Linked DNA regions of Callithrix jacchus: region 1 is linked to region 2. The links are chromatin contacts, called in public Hi-C maps. All regions are on one chromosome and are shown on one strand. Each heading gives the region's core, a stretch centred on a gene start, on an enhancer-like site or on the middle of the called end of the contact. The rest is flanking DNA. Distances are from core to core; before and after follow the strand shown. Region 1 overlaps ARID1B (AT-rich interaction domain 1B). Region 2 overlaps ARID1B (AT-rich interaction domain 1B).

Evidence for each region. A called contact is a pair of places that touch in the nucleus more often than the background predicts.
Region 1: a contact with region 2 is called in a Hi-C map of skeletal muscle, with 4 times the contacts expected there. The contact joins two enhancer-like sites. A contact is called at or near these places in 2 of 3 Hi-C or Micro-C datasets (both in skeletal muscle).

What each region holds. Positions count from the first base shown.
Region 1 is chr4:163,774,536-163,780,743 of calJac240_pri, reverse strand. The region is part of intron 4 of ARID1B (AT-rich interaction domain 1B); the gene reads right to left. Among named protein-coding and RNA genes, the nearest start is that of ARID1B, 170 kb to the right of the region's middle. Within about 2 kb of position 4,128, at least 1 of the 16 cell types and tissues checked has an H3K27ac peak or open chromatin away from gene starts, as enhancers often do. A contact at or near this core is called in skeletal muscle, where this site is marked.
Region 2 is chr4:163,623,948-163,631,017 of calJac240_pri, reverse strand. The region is part of intron 1 of ARID1B (AT-rich interaction domain 1B); the gene reads right to left. Among named protein-coding and RNA genes, the nearest start is that of ARID1B, 21 kb to the right of the region's middle. Within about 2 kb of position 4,052, at least 7 of the 16 cell types and tissues checked have an H3K27ac peak or open chromatin away from gene starts, as enhancers often do. A contact at or near this core is called in skeletal muscle, where this site is marked.

The DNA of each region.
Region 1 (6,208 bases), core at 2,879-5,378, 150 kb before region 2:
TATGACAGGACAATCAATAAACATGCTGGGAAAAAGGAAGCTGCATTAATCTATTTGCAAGTGTAATGTCATAGTCCTTCTTCTGTAACTTCCCAGGTACCTGTTCACCAGTTACCACAGGGTCTTGTGAATAGTTTAAACTTCAATAAATAAAACTCTGAAAGAGCAGCGCTAAAAAACCAGGACAACTTTCAAGATGTTACCCCCTGCAAAATGCCACCTAGCTCACAACAACATATTAATTTAATGTCATCTAATCAACTGGAACGGAAAATGGCAGAATTCAAAAAGGTGTATTTCCTATATTAATGTAATTATTTAGGCATGTCCCCTTCTCTTACTCCCCCATGTATATACACAAACCTATATAATATTTCAAATAATGATTCAACCAACATTAAGTATTTGGCTTAAAAGTGTATTTAGTGATACTACCGGAATCACCATCCTTGTTACTAAAGACTTGTGTTATCCTTCATGGCTGGACACTCCTATTACAGTCACATGGTGTTTGTATAAAAACTCTGAAAACTCTTTGAGCAATCTGAGGAATCTACCTAAAGCAGAATTGCCGCAAACCAAGTAGATCCGTACCCATGCCTTTGCTTTTCCCTTCTTTTAGGTGATCTTGCTACTCACTAGTAATACCACGAGCTGAAATGAGCCAGGGAGGATGAACCCCAATCACCAGCCACTACACTACCATCTGACTCTGAGGATAAAGCTGGGGTGCAGATCAAGCTAACACTAGTCACTAACATCACATTTCCAAATTATCAACATATTTTAATTGTCTAAACTAGACACCTGTAATTATTCCTAACAAGTTAGAAATAATTCCTGAGTTAGAAATAATTTGCTTGTTAGGAATAATTAATTAAAATGTATTAAAACCTAGAAGATTTCATCCCTTCGTCTTCACTCGTCCCCATAGGTCAGTCTTTGGTGGCTCAACAAACCAAAACTGGCAGCACAATATTGGGGAAATCCTGAAAAACACAACGTATATTAATGCAGTTTTCTCTTGTGTTCTTCTGTGCGGGGTAAATAAAAACTGATAAAATATAAAAAACATAAAACTGAGGAACATGAAATAAAATGGACGCAGAAGAACCCCAGTGGCATTTACAACAACATTATCTGCATCCAAAGAGGACTGCAATATCGGGGTTCATCACTGAAGTTACAGGCTGCGTGCCAGGATCAGATCTGGGCAAGAGTCAGCCACCTGTTCTGGTTCCTTGCTCACAGGAAAGGAATACTGAATCTCGGGGAAGTGTGGTGCCCCAGCAGCCCTCACAGGCCCCAGAAGCCAAATATCATTTCACAAAAGGAGGAGGGCAAAGAAAGGGCAAGAAACTGACATTCACAGGACACTTCTGTACGTGGTAGGCGCACTGCCCAAGAGGTTTATGCACTTAGGTCTTATGTATGTGCAAAACTCAAGGTGGAGTATCCAGGCCATAAAACTCAATCAGGTGTGAAATGTGCCTTGTCAGCAACTGCGTGCATATTTAGAAATACTTTTATAAATCTGATACCCCCAAACAGGCCAGAATTATATCAAAGATGTTTTTATCCCTACACAACGAAAATGCCAATTAAGTCAGCAAGAAAAGTAGTAAAAATAATAAAATCCTCATGAAACTCCTCAAGAAAGCCAGCATAAAGGTTACTCTCCCACACCAGGTGTTCGAAAAAGTGTTGGGAGACTTGGGAGGCAGTGTTCTCCTGCTCTGAAACCACCAGCACTGATAACACACGACTCAATGCCACCTGAACCTTGTATAAAAGTCTATGACCACAGTTCTGTCACAGCCATTGCTGCTCGTCAACTTCCAAATAGTCAAGATTTCCACAAGATGGCAAAACACTTCTGTGAAATTATATGTGCTGAAAGTAAGAATTCTGCAGCTATTTGGATGTGGTTCTCTGAAGATAAAATGAAGAAAGATGCTACTTTCAGTAACCAGCATCACTAAAGTAGGTATTTTCTGCTCATTTCTTTTCTTATTCCTGATGTGTTATGGCAAAGAACAAACATTAATAAGCCAGTGAAATAATTTGAATTTTTTATTTTTCTTTTTATTAATATTACATCTAATATAAAATCTTAGACATAGGACACCATCAATAAATGATTATTAAACATAATTGAATTTTTCTGCATAATTGAGAAGCAGAAAAGACAAGATATTGCATCTTAATTGAGGATGTCAACATTAAGGCATGTTGGCTAAAGAAAAACATAAATGGAGCAATTGGGGCTGGGCACTGTGGCTCACATCTGCAACTGCAGCACTTGGGAGGCAAGAGGAAGGAGGATCACATGAGGCCAGGATTTCAACGCCAGCCTGGCAAAGAGTGAGACACCACCTTCTCACCCCCTCCCCCGTCTCTACAAGAAATTTAAAAACTAGCCAGGCGTAGTGACACATGCCTATAGTCCCAGCTACTCGGGAGGCTAAGGCCAAAGAATCACTTGAGCCCAGGCGTTCTAGGCTATGATGACGCCTGCACTCCAGTGTAGATGACACAGCAATATTCTGTCTCAAAAAAACACTAAACAGAAATAAAGAAATTAATGCGGCAACTATGAAAAACAAACAGGAAATTTGACCACATTTGTATTTACTCAAGAACATTTGTATTTATTCCTAACTTTAATCAAAATTGGCAAAATAGTTTTATATTTCAAAGGAGAGACGGTTTAAGCTTTGAAAAAGTTTACGGGATGCCATGGTACCACCACACTCAGGAGCAGGTGCTCGAAGGAGCTGCCGTCATGGCTGGAACAAGCTCTAGACTGACCACTACTCCACCACTGTCCAGGTGCCCTGCCATTCTGGAGTCCTTATTTTCACAGATGGAAATTACAGCTCAAAAAAAATCCAAGTCAAATTAAATACATAAAAATACATGCATGTTAAGAAATCGTTAATATTAACTTTTCATGTTTCATTAATTGCCCTTGGCAGCTGTAATATGTTTCATCTTTAGCTTATACCAAAAAAAAAGTTAATAAATTAAGTCAAAAGTATTTCTGTTCATCCCTAAAGCAAAACCTTTGCTCTTTTCTTTGTCATTTCCTGGAGTAAAATGGCAGCGCTTTTCAAAATTGAAGAAAAAAGAGAGGAAAGGGTGTGTGTGTGTGTGTGTATATTTTTTTTTAAGTAGCCCTTTGGAATTCAGAGTAATTTTCTAAAGTCCCAATTCCTCTGCTAGGATCCAAATGTATCAGAATCTCATGGTGCTCAAAGTGGTAACCCATTTCTACAAAATAAAAGAGAGCATCTTTCAAAACAGCATATTAAAGCCAGTCCCCTCCCCCACTGTCCCATACTCACACACCCTACACTTGCAAAAAGAAAAAAAAAAAAAAAATGTAAAGGCATTAAATTTGTAGACTATGCCACAATACCTACAGCCCAAAAAGTTTCAGAGAAGGAGAAATTAATAATGAGATAAATTAAACTAGGAAATGTAACTCCAAAAGGAAAGGAAATAAGAACGTAGGCTAAATCGTTCAAAAGCATATCAAACCAAGTAATACAATGTAATCTGTCTCTACCCAAGGAGAGGAACCTATTCAGATAGAATCTTATTGCACTATCCTAAAAGCAAAAGAAAATAAGACTAGCCTGAGTCCCAACTGAACTATGTAGCTTCTTTTTTTCTTGCGACTGTGCCTTGCCCTAGTTCCAATTCCAGTTGTGCACACTCTGGGAAGACGTGCTGAGTTGTTTATACACACTCTTCCACAACACTCTTCAAATCATCTCCAAAAATTTAAATGAAATGCAATGTCATAGCCGATGCCACCATTCTTTCAACATCAATTCTCATTTATGACAATGTTTTACTTCTGATATAAAGAACTATATAAAAAACAAGGCTTTAGTAGAAAAGATGAGTTGCATCCTTTTAGGTGTTACAGGATTTGAGCAAAGTTATTCAGGACTTGCTTTACTCTCATAAAAATCTCTGGGTATCTTTTCTCTTCCCACTACGTTTGTTTCCCCATGTTTGTCAGCAACACCACCAACACACCCTGGTCACACAGATTAAAAACCTCAAAAGCATCTATCGTCCCTCCCTCGTGCCCTTCCTCCCTTTATTCCAAGAGTTTTCTTCCTCTGCACTCCCACAGCCACCAGTTTCCCAGCCAGGCTGAGCTCACACTCTCAAATTGTGTCCCTGCCTCCAGGGTCAGGACGGCCATTTCCAAAACGAAGGTTTTGCGTATGTAAAAAGAACGTTATAATCCACTTGGTAACCTGACAGTTCTAGACTTTCAAAATACTATGGAAGAGTGGAGTGGGGGCTTTAGGCAGGCAAACAGATGTCAAGAAGCCCCGTCTTTACAATGCACACACCTATATCTTGGACACTCACTAATGGGCATATCTATTCTTCTTCCTGTTTGGTTTTGTTTTTTTGTTTTTTTAAAGACAGAGTCGCCCGGACTGGAGTGCAGTGGCACAATCTCAGCTCACTGCAACCTCCACCTCCCAAGTTCTTGTGATTCTCCTGCCTAGGCATCCTGAGTACCTGGGATTACAGGTGTGCACCACCACACCTGGCTTTTTTTTGGGGGGGGGGTATACTTAGTAGAGGTGGGGTTTCACCATGTTGGCCAGGCTGGTCTTGACCTCAATTGATCCGCCCACTTTGGCCTCCCAAAGTGCTGGAATTACAGGCATGAGGCACCACATCCAGCCCATTATTCCTCTTTTACTAGCAGTTGCTAGTGTCCATTAACTAGTATTTTCACTTTCGTTGTTGTTGAGACAGGGTCTTTGCTTTTGTTGTGTAGGCTGGAGTGCAGTGGTGTGATCACTGCAGCCTCAATCTCCCAGCCTCGAGCCATCCTCCTACCTCAACCTCAAAGTAGTTCAGACCACAGGCATGCCCTACCACACCTGGGTAATTTTTGTATTTTTAGTGAAGATGGGGTTTCACCATGTTGGCCAGGCTGGGCTCAAACTCCTAGGCTCAACAGATCTGCCCACCACGGCCTCCCGAAGTGCTGGGGTTACAGGCATGAGCCACCATGCCTGGACAATATTTTCATTTATATACAACAAGACTTTAAAAAATGGTGTCCAATGGAGTGTTATGTTATCATTCTGGAGCCAAACTTTCTCCAGATACAGCATAATTACAAAAGACCAACTACACATTTTCCCCAGGTGTGGACTGACTCACTGCACGGCTCGACTACTCATGCCCATGGAGAAAAGAAAGACTTGCGGAGATCCCTACCTATGCAGGTCAGACAATTCTGAAAATCAGGAAACGATATGCAGGCACAAGTGCCAGGAGCCGCAGCGCACTAGGTGGTCCCCAGGCTCACTCTGGCCTGCGTCAGAGAGGACATCCGCCTGAGGAGCAGGTGTGGCTTCTGCTACTGCCTCACTGCATGTACCCTTCTGTGCTCTGACAGAAAGAGCAGTGAGAAATCAAGTAAAAGTGAGAACTGTAACACATCACTCTACCCAGATCAAACCAGTGAGCTCTAAACACTCCAAAAAAAGCGGGGGGTGAGTGGTGGGGGGCGGTAAACACACACAAAACATAGGCATGTAGGGGGAACCCACGGCTTGAGTTCCACTCAAGACAAACAGCGGTTTTCATGTCTTTGGGTTACTACTACTTCCATTCATATCAATCTCGGCTGGAAAAGCATAGTGCGTTTGCCAGTGACTCAGATGTAAACCTGAGGGTTGGGGGTGAATGAAGACCTCAGGTACATACCCTCAGGGCCTTCCTTACCCCATCAAGAAATGAAAAACAACTTGGCACACGATCAACTTGGTTCAGAAAACCATCCTGTTGGCATTAGCCTTTGCATCACAAAGATTTCATCGTCCTGCAGCTTTTTCGTTTATTTGATTGGTTGGTTGGTTTTTCTACCTCCCCCTTTCCTTTTCCACGAAGTTTCTTTTTCCCTAGACTTCCCTATATGCAACCACATAACGGCTCCCAAACTGATCACACAGGAGAGGAAGGGGGACCTCTGGAATCTGAGATGAAAGAGAAGAGGGAGACCCCATATAGGAAGGTCTGCGGTGCTCCCAAGGCCTGATACTAAGATTATATACTCAGTAAGGCAGCCCCAAATCCCTCAACAAGTTCAACTGGCCCTGCTACAAAAGCAAATGGCACCGGAGAATGGAAGAGAGGCCACCAAGCGCCACATAGGAGC
Region 2 (7,070 bases), core at 2,803-5,302:
GGAGAGCTGTAACCTTCTAACAGGTGGAGATCTTGAGAAATCCTCACCTAAGAGCCTACACAGAGGCTTCAAAAAGAAAAGCAAAGGAACAGCCACAAATATAAAGTGCTCCTTCTTAAGCCTCTGGCCATTCCTTAAATTACCATTTGATATTTTAAAAGTAAAAAGTATATGATTTAAATATTTTACTACGTTTCAGGTTAAGCATCATTATTCAAACTGCTAAATCCTAAAACGCAGGGTATTATTCCAAGTAGAATGAAACACAATGACTAGGAAAGAATACGAGCATAAAGAACTAAGATCCTTTATATATCATCAAGCTTTCAGAGACACTAAAAATGTATTTTTACTTCATTTAATGATGATGTGAAGTAAAATGTTTGCAAACAGAAAGTTACGTCTTCTAATGCACAGCCTACAGGACTTAATTATTCCTCATGGCAACTCTGTAATCTAACACTTTCAGAAGGGCTGTGATTTTTCTGACATAGATGGAGGTCTTCTAGTGAAGACAAGCTGTAAAAAATTGGGTAGGAAAAAAGGAGAAAGGTGCCGTTTACACGTTTATCTGCTCAGCTCACACCTTCGAAAGAATAGCACCAGCCAGTTAAACGTTCAGTACGGCAATAATTTTGTCTCCATGCTTTTGACAATTTGTTTCACGCCTCATTTACTATGAACAGTTAAAATATTTTAGTCAATCTTGAGAAAGCAATTGGATTTTTTTCCACACCAAAATACACAACTCATTTCAACTACCAGGCCACAGGTTAAAGTTCAAACTGCAACACAGAGAGAAATCAAGGACATTCCTTCAAACTTCGCGGAAGGAAAAAAACACGCACTAGACTTCATTTATTTGCAGTGGATATAAAACAAAATAAAGTAAAATAGCCTTCTAAATGTTTGGTTCCAAACAGCATTTTCTCTACTAAAAAAAAAAAAAAAAAAAATCGGAAAACACAGACTCCTCCCTGTTCTTACTATCCTTAAACAACATGGCAGAACCTGGATAGATGCTTCAAGCAGAAGACGAAATCTTTTCTTATTTATAATGTTGTTTTATTGTTTTTTCTTCATTTTTTAAAGTTTAGATCACTGCAGTACACTTGTACTATCAAAGATAGTTTCAAAAAAATGATTATTCACCATCCTACCCTACTGATAAGCCACCCAAAATTCAAGTGGCTCACATTCTACTTGCCAAGAGCCAGGCACAGTCTTAGTATGTTTACATTGTTACAAATACTACAGATGCAACTTAAGAGTCTCTAGAACACTGTCCCAGAGAGTTTTCTACAGTGATGAGAATGTTCTAGATCTACTGTGCAACTTATGAGAGGCAGCAACTGACAACAGATTGTGCTGAGCACATACAGTGTGGCTAGTGCCACTGCAGACCTTAACTAATTCTATTTCATTAATTTTTTTTTTAAGAGACAGGGTCTTTATCTCCCAGGCCGGAGTGCAGTGGCTCACTGCAACCTTAAACTCCCGAGCTCAGGTGATCCTCCATCTCAGCCACCTAGGTATTGGGACTACAGGCACACACCACCATGCCTGGCTAATTTCTTAATTTTTTTGTAGAGATGGGGTCTTGCTATGTTGCCCAAGCTGGTCTCAAACTCCTGGGCTCAAGTGATACTCCTGCCTCAGCCTCCCAAAATCCTGGTTTACAGGCATGAGCTACCATGCCCAGCCTAATTCTATTTGATTGATTGAATGACTGAGTGAGTGAGTGAGACAGAATATCGCTCTGTCACCCAGGCTGAAGTGCAGTCGTGTAATCTCAGGTCACTGCAACCTTCACCTCCCAGGTTCAAGAGATTCTCCTGACTCGACCTCCCAAATAGCTGGGATTACAGGTGCCTGCCACGATGCCCAGCTAATTTTTGCATTTTTAGTACAGACAGGGTTTTACCATGTTGGCCAAGCTGGTCTTAAACTCCTGACCTGGGATCATCCACCTGCCTCAGTCTCCCAAAGTGTGGGATGACAGGAGTGAGCCAACACACCCAGCCTAATTTCAATTAATTTTAATTTAAATAGCCACATAAAGCTGATAGCTGCCATACTAAACGGAGCCATTCAGACTATACTTTTAATGCTGACAAGGTTTTTTTGTTGGAAAAAGGTTCTTCAGACACAAGAAATGCATCCTGATTCTGAGTTTTCTCTTTAGGAAGGGGGAATTGTAATGAAAACTAACCAGGTACAAAGATCCCCCTTCACATTCTCATCAAAAGAAGAAACACACTTCAGTTCCATTCTGTTCCGTAACTGGTGGGACAGAAGGGACGTGTATAATGAAAGTGTTTGCTATGGAAGGGGTGGGAGTGAGGGTTCCCCGGTGGCCACCTTAGAGCCATGTCACCTAGAACCCCGAAAAGAAAAAAACAACTCTTGTTTCACCTGCTGGCTGGGAGTCTTATTACTGTGCAGCATCTTCAGTGATTCTGTTTTACAGGTCTCTCTAACCAAATGGTATTCTCTTAGTGGGAAAGGAAGATCTTTCTCCATCAATTTCTCCAATATCGTCATAGAATATCAAATGATTTGAGGCCGGGTGTGGTGGCCATCCATGCCTGTAATCCTCACAATTTGGGAAGTCGAGGCAGACAGATCACTGGAGGTTAGGATTCAAGACCAACCTTGCCAACATGGTGATCTGTACTAAAAAATACAAAAATTACCTGGGCACGGCGGTGTAGGCCTGTAATCCCAGCTACCAGGGAGACTGAGGCATGAGAATCATTTGAACCTGGGAGGCGGAGGTTGCAGTGAACCAAGATCGCACCACTGCACTCTAGCCTGTGTGACAGAGCAAGATTCCGTGTCAAAAAAAAGAAAGAAAAGAAAATCAAATGATGTGAATGCAAGCAAGCAATAAAAAATTTCATTGTAACAACACTTTCCACAATGTAAATTCAGACCACTTGTCCACATTCCAGTCCCTCCTGAGAGGCAATACAGCATATATGAAAGGCAATGGAGTCAGAACACCTGAGTGCAAACCACACCTTTACCACTTGCTAGATGTGTGCTTAACATGAGTACCTTAATAGAACCTACCTCCTAGAAAATACACATCGAATTCTTAGCACAGTGCTTGGCACCTAGAAATTGTTTGAAACATTATTTTATATTACTAATTATTCAATACTTAATATTTCACTACAACAATTGATTTCTCTTTGAGGTTCCACACAGCATGAGGGAATCTGACCTACAGTCTGTAAAACTTGAGACAGGACATGTACTCAAGTTGAAATTTACAGAGTGGTTTCGTTATAAATATATTGTAGGAAATACATACCTGTGCAAAATTAGCCGTTTTAACATCAGAGAATAACCTATACACACAGAGAGAAAACTGTTTTAGAACTGCCAAGTTTTTTAGTATCCAATCCTGAATGACAGCTCTCAAACATAAGCTTTCAGAGGGGATAAAGAGAAAATGTACAATAACAACATTACTCCTGCTGACCATGCTTTAACCCAAGGTTTCTGCCACACAAGTGGCAATAACCAAAGCTAACTCCCCAAATGCAATGATCTCCAAGAAGTTTTCCCAGACACTCAGGGATGTCTTCCCCAAGCCAGCTGACTCACTATACGTCAGCATGACAATCCAGTTTACCACAGAGATCAAAGGCACCCAAAATACACTGGCAGTTCAATATATTACAAAACTGATCTTCTGGAAATATCTGTAAATAATCTTCCCCCCAGCCTACAAATCTAGTGAAATATTCTCTACCCTCAACAAGGTACAAGGCCAGCACAGGCCCCGAGTTCATCTGCCTCAGGGCTGACTCCTGGCGCCATCATTTTATGGCCTTGGCGAAAGCACATGCACCCCTCTTTGCACATTACCTCACAATCTGTAAAATGGGGAAGGCAAACCCTGCCACCGAGGAGTGCCGTAAGGGAACTGGTGTCACCAGCATACTCTGAGCCCCACTGTATGCCAAACACGACCCCAGGTACTGGGCCACAAAGAGCCAGGCCTGCTCCCACCTTCCCCTGAGCAGCTCTAGGCCTGCCAGAGAGGAGGAAGAGTCGGTGGGCAGTCAAGGGCCGGGCAGGGAGCACCCAGCACAGCGCCCGGCAGAGAAAGCAGCTTAGGAAACGCAGGAGCTCCACCCTCTTCCAGCACAAGGAAAAACAAACCAAACACACTGCTTCTCTTCTAGCTGTCCAGAGCCTTTTTCTTGCTTCCTATCCCTCCCTCGCTTCACCTACTGCAACCTGCCGCCTTCCCAACCACTCTTCTGAGGGTCACCAGTGACCAAACGAGCACGATGTCAGCCCGCAGGCTTACTGGGTATTCCTCAGGGCTCACTGCAGCTGCGTGTGTCTTCCTGTCAGAAACGGCCTTCCTGTGCTGCCCGTGGAACTCCCCTCAGCTTTTCCATCGCCTTTCCTGGCTCTCTGGGTGGCTCCTCTTCACTCATAAAGGTTGGTGCTTTGTAGGACGCCTAGGCACCTCTTTCCTCGCCAGACATGCGCTCCCCCGGGCAGTGTCAGCGGCCTCACTCTCAGCTGGCACCTCAGGCTGCAGCCCTCGTCCCCTCCTCCACGGCACGTCCCTGTTTCCTTCTGCTCCAGCATCTCCACTGAGCTGTCTGGAACCCATCACCACCCAACATGTCAAAACCACAGCCTGGCACTAAGTACATGAGATGACTCAAAAGCAGGAACACCTTCCAAAAACCCCATACGGTATGATTCCTTCCCACGGAGTCAGGTCAAGAACCCCATGCTTGCACCTCCCTTCTGTCCAGCCTGGAGGAAATAAAGGTGGCATCAGGGCTGCCACAGGCCATTTCACCCGTGGACAGTAGAAATGCTACATTTAACAACTGTCAGAGGCTCAGGCTGGGCATCTGAAAGATTACAGAAATAGCTGCGACAGTTCCTCTTCAAACTGATTTTACTACATATTCATCTATAGCCCCATTAAAAACAATTTTTGAAAATGTTCAATTATTTTTAATTCCCTTGTGCTGTGCATCCCTACGATAAACGGCAGCACCCCCATGTGGATGGCTGGTCTGCTCTCTCTGGGATTAAATTTCACTGGAAGGTAAGCCTTATGAAAGCAGGGATGAGGTTTTGTCACTGTGGCATCCCCAGCACCTAGAACACTCTGCCACCCGGTAGGCACTGAATAGACAGCGGCAGCTATTTGATGAATGAGGAAAGTACATTCACAAAGGGCCATAGTATCTGGCAGCTGCTGGCAATCAACTCAGGCCTCCCACCCCCCCAACCCTGACTCCCCACTGTTCTTTCCTAGGGTCTTGAGGTACCGGAGGCATCCCTCTAAATGTCTCCTCTACCAGGTTGGCATCTGAGGCTCTCAAAGATCTCAAACCGCATAAGGCTGGGCCTGTTCCTCACTGACCTCGCTGGCTCCCAGGCTCTGGCTTCTGCTCCTACTCCCACCCTGGGGCTTAGCAGAGCCCACCATCTCACCACTTGTCTGCTTCCGCAAGCCCTGCATGCTAGCCTGCGCCACAGCTGCATGGCGAACTTCTCCACTCTAACCTTGTAATATGCAAAAAGGATAACTATCCTCTATCCTGGAAAAGGAGGAAATGGCTTGACTCTTCTCCAACAGAGAGAAACTCATGAGCATTCTGACAGTTATTTTCTTAGGGCTTTCTCAGCTGCTTCAGAATGTTCTCATTGCTGAAAATCTTACCACTAGATGAATGATACATTACTACTGAAATTTCCTGAAAGAAATAACACAAGCAGACAGGTGTTAGCTTTCTAGGCAAAAAAAATACCTTTCATCATAAGGATCAGATTGCAATGTGGCTGCTAAGACACTGAAGATGCCCACTCCTTCATAAGTTTAAAAAAACAAACAAAATTAAAGATCCAGTCTTAGAGACACACGGCAAAAAGCCTAAAAATCAGGTCACAGATTTTGGTGGTTTTTTTTTTTTTCTTCCTGTGGGCTCTTAAAAATAAACTGCCCACTCATTTTCTTGAGATGGGTCAGGCACAATCAGCTTTCACTTGAAAACCTGGACATCCATGATTACCCTAATAGTGATATATTACCATAAACAGTAAAGCAAGATGGAATATCATCAAATAGGAAACAAGTGACAGCAAGGACTTCATTTAATTCTAAGTTAAAAACAGAATTACAGGGATATGCCATTTGGAAATAGTCTCAGCCTCAAATTAGAGAAAGCAGGTGAGGCGCCCACAAGCTGAAAACCCAGAAAACAGGCATGAGCAGAGCAGTGCCCAGCTTTCCCACAGCAAAGAAAACTGCTGCAGGACCCATTAAGTGAAATGTAACTTACACCCCTTGTCTAAGACAAGGTTAGGAGCCAAGCTGATTTTTTTTTAAGCTGTGAGATGTGGTTTACGGATGATTAGAGGAGAGGAACAGTTGCGGACATAGAGGGAAACTTTTCCCAGTACCGTACCATACCCATAAGGCATAATGAAAATAAGGAAGAGAAGGAAGGAGGAAAAGGGTCTCAGGACCCCTCCCATACCTGAGAAGGCCTGGGCAGCCTGGGGAGGGAGGGAAAGGCGGCATCCACTGAGTGCTTTCCACAACCTCCTCGCACCACTGAATCTGGCTCCAAAATGACCGTGTGGCAACAGAGACAGAAATAATCAGGCTGTATGTCATGAAATAACCTCGCTGAAGAAGTGGAGGAGTTTTCTGCCTTACATCTGTTCTTTTATCTATGCATGACCGTCTTGATGATTTTTAGATATGCTAATTTTGGTGCTTGGTTGACAACTTTTAGCACCATAGTAGTTCAATCTGGGTACATAATGAATATTATATTTTGTTGGTTTCTTACTCTAAAATTCTCTCTTCCTGCTGCCTGGATTTCCCCTTCTCTCCCACCTTCCGGCCTCCCTTCCCTTATTCTCTCTTCACACTTCCTTGGACTCATGGATTTCTGGACTTGTAAACTCCAGCAACCCTGAGACACCGTCCAGTCTGTGCGCCAATTCTCTCTCATCCGACAAAAATAACCCAGCACCCACCATGTGCTGCCCTGCTCCCGCCCAGGCTCCGC